Linked DNA regions of Mus musculus: region 1 is linked to region 2. Evidence: chromatin contacts called from public HiChIP or PLAC-seq data. All regions are on one chromosome and are shown on one strand. Each heading gives the region's core, a stretch centred on a gene start, on an enhancer-like site or on the middle of the called end of the contact. The rest is flanking DNA. Distances are from core to core; before and after follow the strand shown.

Evidence for each region. HiChIP or PLAC-seq counts read pairs in DNA pulled down with a chosen protein or histone mark.
Region 1: a contact with region 2 is called in a KLF4 HiChIP or PLAC-seq map of embryonic fibroblasts, with 15 read pairs. The contact joins two enhancer-like sites. A contact is called at or near these places in 12 of 484 Hi-C or Micro-C datasets (the 3T3-L1 cell line, the C2C12 cell line, MC3T3-E1-derived osteoblasts and 5 more), 5 of 115 datasets of contacts at active chromatin or transcription factors (embryonic fibroblasts, embryonic stem cells, extraembryonic endoderm stem cells and 2 more) and 2 of 9 other capture datasets (adipose tissue and pancreatic islet).

What each region holds. Positions count from the first base shown.
Region 1 is chr14:101,877,956-101,881,254 of GRCm38.p6, forward strand. It overlaps Lmo7 (LIM domain only 7), which reads left to right. Exons shown (of 31, transcript NM_201529.2): 7 at 2,848-3,046. Among named protein-coding and RNA genes, the nearest start is that of Lmo7, 150 kb to the left of the region's middle. Within about 2 kb of position 1,301, at least 79 of the 459 cell types and tissues checked have an H3K27ac peak or open chromatin away from gene starts, as enhancers often do. A contact at or near this core is called in the C2C12 cell line, adipose-derived mesenchymal stem cells, embryonic fibroblasts and 2 more, where this site is marked.
Region 2 is chr14:101,803,786-101,807,199 of GRCm38.p6, forward strand. All of the region lies in intron 2 of Lmo7 (LIM domain only 7), which reads left to right. Among named protein-coding and RNA genes, the nearest start is that of Lmo7, 76 kb to the left of the region's middle. Within about 2 kb of position 1,291, at least 85 of the 459 cell types and tissues checked have an H3K27ac peak or open chromatin away from gene starts, as enhancers often do. A contact at or near this core is called in the C2C12 cell line, adipose-derived mesenchymal stem cells, embryonic fibroblasts and 2 more, where this site is marked.

The DNA.
Region 1 (3,299 bases), core at 51-2,550, 74 kb after region 2:
GTTTCTGACACATTGTGAGGATGAAATTCATGCAACTAGCTATGTTTCTATTCTAACTATGATTAGAATAGAGGAATATTTCATCATGATGAGAATAATTGCCTTCTGCTCTATCTATCTATCCATGTTTTTCAAAATACTTTTCCTGCATTTAGCTACCCTGGTGCATTACAAAAAAATAGGGTTATAAAGTTTCGTTGTTATTTTTTGTTTTTGTTTTTCTATTGTAAGAAATTGGTAGCCCTTTAGGTCTGGGCAGAAACTCAGTTGGTTCAATGCTTGCCATGCAAGGGTGGGAATGAGTCTGATCCCTCAAATTCATGCAATAATGTGGAGTGTGGTGATATGCATATGTTAGCCCAGCACTGGGGAGGCTAAGACAGTAGGATTCCTGGGCCCTGGCCAGCCAGTATAACCTGCTAGGCTAACTCCTGACGAACAAGATATCCTGTTTTGGTCTCAAGAACCATAAAACAATCAAACAAACGCCAGGTGGACATCTCTTAAAAAACAATACTGGAGATTGGCCTCTGGCCTCTGCACACATATCCCTGCATGTGCTTGAACACTCGCACACATATGTGCACCCACACCTGTGTGCTGCATGTGTACAGGAACACAGAAGAGTAGTTCTGGACTCAACACTTTTTGCATGAGGTAACTGAGTTAGTAGTTGAGATATTGCCATTTACACAGATTGTGCTAGAAGTTGGAGAATGACTCATTTACCAGAGAGCATAATTGTCTGAGACTGGAGAGCACATCGGTCCTTGCTGTGGGGGAGAGTAAAGCTCTGGTGGGGTAATTGCAAGTTGTTTTGGGTACAAGGGAAACCTGGCTTCCCAGTCATTTGAACTAAGGACGTATGCAGTTAGAAGGTTCAAGGGACATGGAATTGTGGACTAGTGTTCTTTACAGCCTTCCTCACTTTTTATGGCACTGACTCAGGATGAGTGATTTCAGCGCAGTCTGTGCCTCTTTAAAGGATGTTTGCGCTCACCGATGTCAGAGTCAGTGTGGTCAGAAGACTTTTTTTTTTTTTTTTTTGTAGATAAGACTGTGGTTGTAGTTCTATTATCCCATTACCTGGTGAGAATAGACAGGAGAGGCATGCCAATCTATCATTTGTTTGGTATCAGTTCTTTTAAAATGTAAGGCATGATGTGGTCGACTGTACTTTCCCAGTTCCCTGACAGTGATAATGCCAACCGGAAATCGCAATGAAACCACACTCACTAAGAGCTGTTGTATTTGAGTCAGATTGTAATTTGCAGATGACTCATTTGTGGGGGACCTATCAGGGTGAAGTCCTTAGGCTGCTGGGACAGACTGGGCGATTTACAACGGTCACATAGTTACTAATCAGTCACTTTAACATTTATAAGATCAGAAGTCATTTGTGATTTACACTGATGTTTCCAAAAGTATGGAGTTATGTGTGTTTGAAAAGCCTGATGCATCTAAAGACTGACTTTAAAATGTCAGTCTCATAGCCTGAGACAGAGCCTGCTGGCTAAGCTTGGTAACAGCAGGAGGAAGGTAGTCCCTGGCCATGTTCACACCAGGACGTTAAGATTAACAATGGTGGAGTGAAATCTCTTTACTGGCCATTCTTGGCACTTCAAACACTCGTCAGACAATTGACTCAGGAACTGAAGGATCTGATTTAAGCAGAAGTCTGCTTGAAACAGCTGCTAGTTATTTGTTCCAAGCACTTGCCAACTTTCTTTCACATGTTGAAAGTATTATGATAAATGTTAAGGCAATAATAACACTTACAAACATCACATCATTATTGTCTGACATCGTGTTTCCATTTTGGCTGTTTCTAATACTGTCTGCTCATCTACCTGCTTTTACTTAACCATTTGAAGATGAATTCAGGTAACACACCTCAATCTTATGTTCTCAGTGTCTATTTCTTAAAAAGTAAAAATGTTTCTCTGTCTAGCTTTAATTTGTACTCTAAAAAGCTCATCAATATCCATTGTCATTTAATATTGAATCTTTTTCCTAATGGTCTCTCAACTATTTTTTAAAAGTTAAAACATGATTTAATCAATGATTCTGTAGCTGTGATTAGTTAAATCACTTTGTGCTTCTGGAAGGTTGTGTGAGAATGAAAGACACACTCACGAGCGTGCGTGCGCGCGCGCGCGCACACACACACACACACACACACACACACACACACACACACACACACCAGTTAATTTTAATATGCCTTTAGGAGGCCTGATTGCCAGCATCTTATATCTAGGTTTTATAATGAGTAAAAATAAATAAATTCTGTAATGTACATACTCACTGATCTTTATAATAACAAAATTCTTTTTTTTTCTTTTTTTGACGGTTGATGGGGTTATAAAATGTCATTCTTAACTTATGTTTAACACAAAGCACCCCAGATATTTCCTGGAGAGAATAAGACATCCTAAAGATTTGTCTACCTTTGAGGTGTCAACATTAAAATATTTTTCTTTGATTTCTTTCATCCCCCCTCCCATTCTCTGTCTATCTCCTCTCTCTCTACACCCCCCCCCCACACACACCACTGACCAGCATTTCAAGGCTACTGTAATTTTGTTTTATTAGTATTTTCATCTTATGTTTTGGTTATACAACTTTGTTAATAATTTTAGGTATTTTCTTATTATATGAAATTTCGAATACCCCCTTATTATACAGTTTGTGGAGAAAAAAAAGATATACTTTTCATGGGTTTTGTTTTCTTCTTCTTTTGGTGAACAGGAAAACCCTGTCAACTTACCCTTCTTATTAATCAGAGCTTTTGCATCCCTGCAACTTCATGTCCATTTTCTGATCTTTGTACCATGTTTCCTTCAGGCACTTGAAGATTCCAGCTGCCTGAAAAGAAGTGGCCGGGACAGTGGCTACGGGGACATCTGGTGTCCTGACAGAGGAGAATTTCCTGCCCCTCCAGGTAGCCACAGAAGGGAAGATTCCTTTGAGAGCTTGGACTCGCTGGGGTCCAGATCTCTGACCAGCTGTTCCTCAGACTTCACTCTGAGAGTTGGGAAGGAAGGTGAGTGGGTGTTGTGTCTTGGGCTGTGTGTTTCTTTTATTTCTTCGTATGTGAAGAGAAGATAGTAAAGGAGAGAAAGTAGAAAATGAAAATTATCCAAAGAGTTTTCACCAGGATGAGGCTTTTCATAAGGCCGTGTTCTTATGTATTTTTGTGGTGGTTGTTTCTTCTGTATTTGGACTTCTGAGGAGATGGTTCCTGGCTCATTGGGACTGGATTTCATTAGCAAGACACTCTTGAGATAGAGATTTAG
Region 2 (3,414 bases), core at 41-2,540:
TGTACTTTGGATAAAGAGCTTTCTGATCAAGGGGGAAAATGAAGTTTGATAGAACTTTTTTTTTTCTTTTTTTTTTAAGATTAGCCAACAGTAGAATGTCAATTCAAGTTCTTAAAACCTTTCATGTCTGAGCCATGTTAAGTTTTATAGATGGCTTTCTGTGTGTCACACCTAAGTAGGGAAGTCAGGATATATCTACAGAGAGAAAGATCTGTGAAAGAAGCCAATGTTCTAGTGTAATTCTAAGGACAGTCCTTTGTGGGGAGGGGGACAGTGGGGAGGGATAGATAATAGCAAGGGATGAAGGAGGAAATGTAGGCATCTTGAGACAGAGCTTAGTCCATTTGGGCTACAGTAACAAGTACCGGAACATGAGTAGCTTGCATATAGCAGGAAGTTATTTCTCTCAGTGCTGGGGCCTAGGAAGTCCAAGCTCAAGGCCGCTGCAGACTGGGTGTCTGGTAAGGGCCCACTTCCTTTATAAGTTAACGTCTTGTCCTTTATAAGTGCTACTTTGTCACCACAACTTCCCATAGTAGAAGGGCAAGGCCTATTGACTGAAGGCACTAGTTGCATTCAGGAGGTTCAGAGTCATGATCTTGCCACCTCCCATAGGGCCCTGCCCTCTACTTGAACTATGGGAGTTTTAGGAGAGTCACAAACACTCAGACCATAGCAGTGGAGAAGCTGAGAAAATTACTTAGGTAACCGTGAGAGTACCCCAAGTTATTTTGTGTTCTAGTTTTAATCCTTCCCAAAAGAACAACCCTCTGATGTGCTAAGCAAGCAGTAATTATGTTTGTTCCTCCATAGAAGGGAAGGCTTGAGAGGGATAAAGATATAATTCTACTGGGCTGGAGGGATGGAACAGAGGGTTGCAGGCCAAGAACACAGGCCATGGGAGCATCTGGAAGTTTATCCTGTAATCTGATTCTTGCTTCAGAGCCAGTGACCTGAAGTCAGTGTCCCTTTAGAAAGTCCACATGTGAAATTCAAGACCACGTACTATGCAAAGCATTTCTGTTTGTAAAAGAGAGCATTTCCATACATGGGTACTTGAATTTCCTTTAACTTGAGGCCCTGCCTGTATTCCATTAAGTGTGCTTAAATTCATGGAATTATTTTTAGATCTCACAGAACATTTTTTTTTATCCTTGCAAGAGAATATCCTCAGAGTTCTTCCTTGAGAATCATAATTCATAACTCACCAAGTGATTTACATGCTCGGTATTTGTCACAACTGTATGCTCATTTCCTCCTCAGCCTAGTGTTTATAACTGTGAGCCTTGTGATGGATGAAATAAAACAGCATTTTCCTCCAGTGACTCAGAGTTTTCGAGAGTGAGTGTGTGCTCTCCAGAGTGCTGGATTTTTCCTTGGGAGTAGTTCCGTGTTTGCACATGTACAAGAAGGTTGAGGAGTGGGAAGGGGAGGCTAATCCATTGTGTATATATCCTCTCTAAGTCATCCCTCAGGCCAGATCTGCCAATGGGGGAGGAGTTGGTTAATTTACCACAAGGTATCTGTCTTAGCTGTTTACTTACCCTGCCCCTTTGTTCACTGACAGTCATCTGTTTGATTGTTCATTCCAGAAACTGAATAGAAAATGCTCTTGAAATTACTGACACTATATGTCAGAAGTGATAAATCGTGTCAACGTGTAAACAGAGACCAGGTCACCAGTGACTCAGTGGGTGAGGCAGGGGTTTATGACCCTTCCCTCTGAAAGGACAACGGTGCTTAGCCTTTCCCGAGATGCTATGTGACTCCTGTTCATATTAGCTTCAACGTTATGTCATTGAAAGATTACAGTCTCAGGAAAACACTACACTAAAAAAAATTACCACTGTCAAGGGAGTGGCGAATAACTAACCGTAGAGATTGTTTGAATGACTATGTCAGAATTGTGTTGTTGTCAAGCAATGTGTCATGTATTAGCTCTCCTAGGCACTGCCGACAGCCATAGAAATGCAGAAATACCAGTGTTATGGAAGCAGTCAGTCAAGAGGGGGAAACTCGAGGGATTAATATATAGTTGCCATTTGTTATTAGTCTGTTTAATTATTTTCTAGCTCCTCAGTTGTTGAATGAAGGAAAGTGGTGTGGTCAGAGAAGGAAAGAGGCTTCTTAAATGGCTCACAATGCACACTTCAGAAGTTAGGACTCACAGAGTCCCAGCTGAGGGGCTGACTTAACGCTGAGGGGTTGGGGCTGCAGTATAGCTCCAGAGTAAAGTTCTCCCCTAGCACACTTGAGGCCTTGAGCTCCATTCCCAGACACCCGGCCCCAAAGCCAAGGGGGTGGCTGTATCTGCAACTAAGTTGTCTACAGATCTTTATGTGAACAGGCTATGAAAACAGAAAAGCAACTTTTGTTTGCCAGGCTCAATCTTCATAAGCCAGTGTTCCGTAATTCTGAATCCCGTCGAGCAACATTCTGAAGGCTATTAAGTTGAGACTTTTTGTCTTTTTTTTTTATTCTCATTCTTATTCTTAGCATACTCGGATGTATATAGAAATCTCTGGAATGTAGGAGGAGTGACATTCCATAGGACACCCCCACCCCCCACCCTTCCACAATAAGTGTCCATTGCAAAGGAGATACCAGGGAAGCAGATGATTTTATTTGCATTTCCTTCTTTGTTTTGCTGTTGGACCTCATCACAGAGTAAAGAATTGCTTGCTTGGGGGATGAATTGTTAAATAGAATTTTTTTTTCACTATTTCAAAATACTGCTCTGTGACAGCGATTAATGATTAATTACCCAAGCTTGCATTAATGGGAAAACATTGTAGTATTAAATTATTACGCTGTCTGGCATTGTATTAGTGAATAAAAAGAATGAATGCATACTGGTGGAGATTTAGAAGCAGAATCGCAGAATCATATCATCAGCGTGCTTGTCAAAGTTGAGTTTCTTTTCTATTGCTTTGTTGGATAGAGACATTTCTAATGCTTTGGTGGACAGAGACATAGCTAGCTATCTCTGCAGTGTGTGTCCTATTAACTGAAAAGTGCTCAGTATTAGATTCCAGGGTAATGTGAAGGAGTTCTGGTACATTTAACTTCCACCCAGTCATTCCACTCTGGTAACAAAGCAATCAGTCATGGGCACGAATGAGTTACCAGTAAGAAATAGTCAATTATTTGGTTGAGCTCCTTGGCACCCTTTGTATGTGAAACGGTATGGGTTAGAGGCCATCTTTCAAAACAAGGACCCAGATGAGAAAACAAGAAAAATCCCTTTGAGAATTATGAATAGGGAAAAAGTATTCTTAGGGCCAAGTGAAGGGAATTGGGATGAAGTGGTTTTTTTTTTATTTTTTATTTATTTATTTTTTATTACTGCATGTTGAAATGGAACCAAATTGTGCCTCTGTTTAATACATGTGAAACTACTTCTAAAGCAGTGGG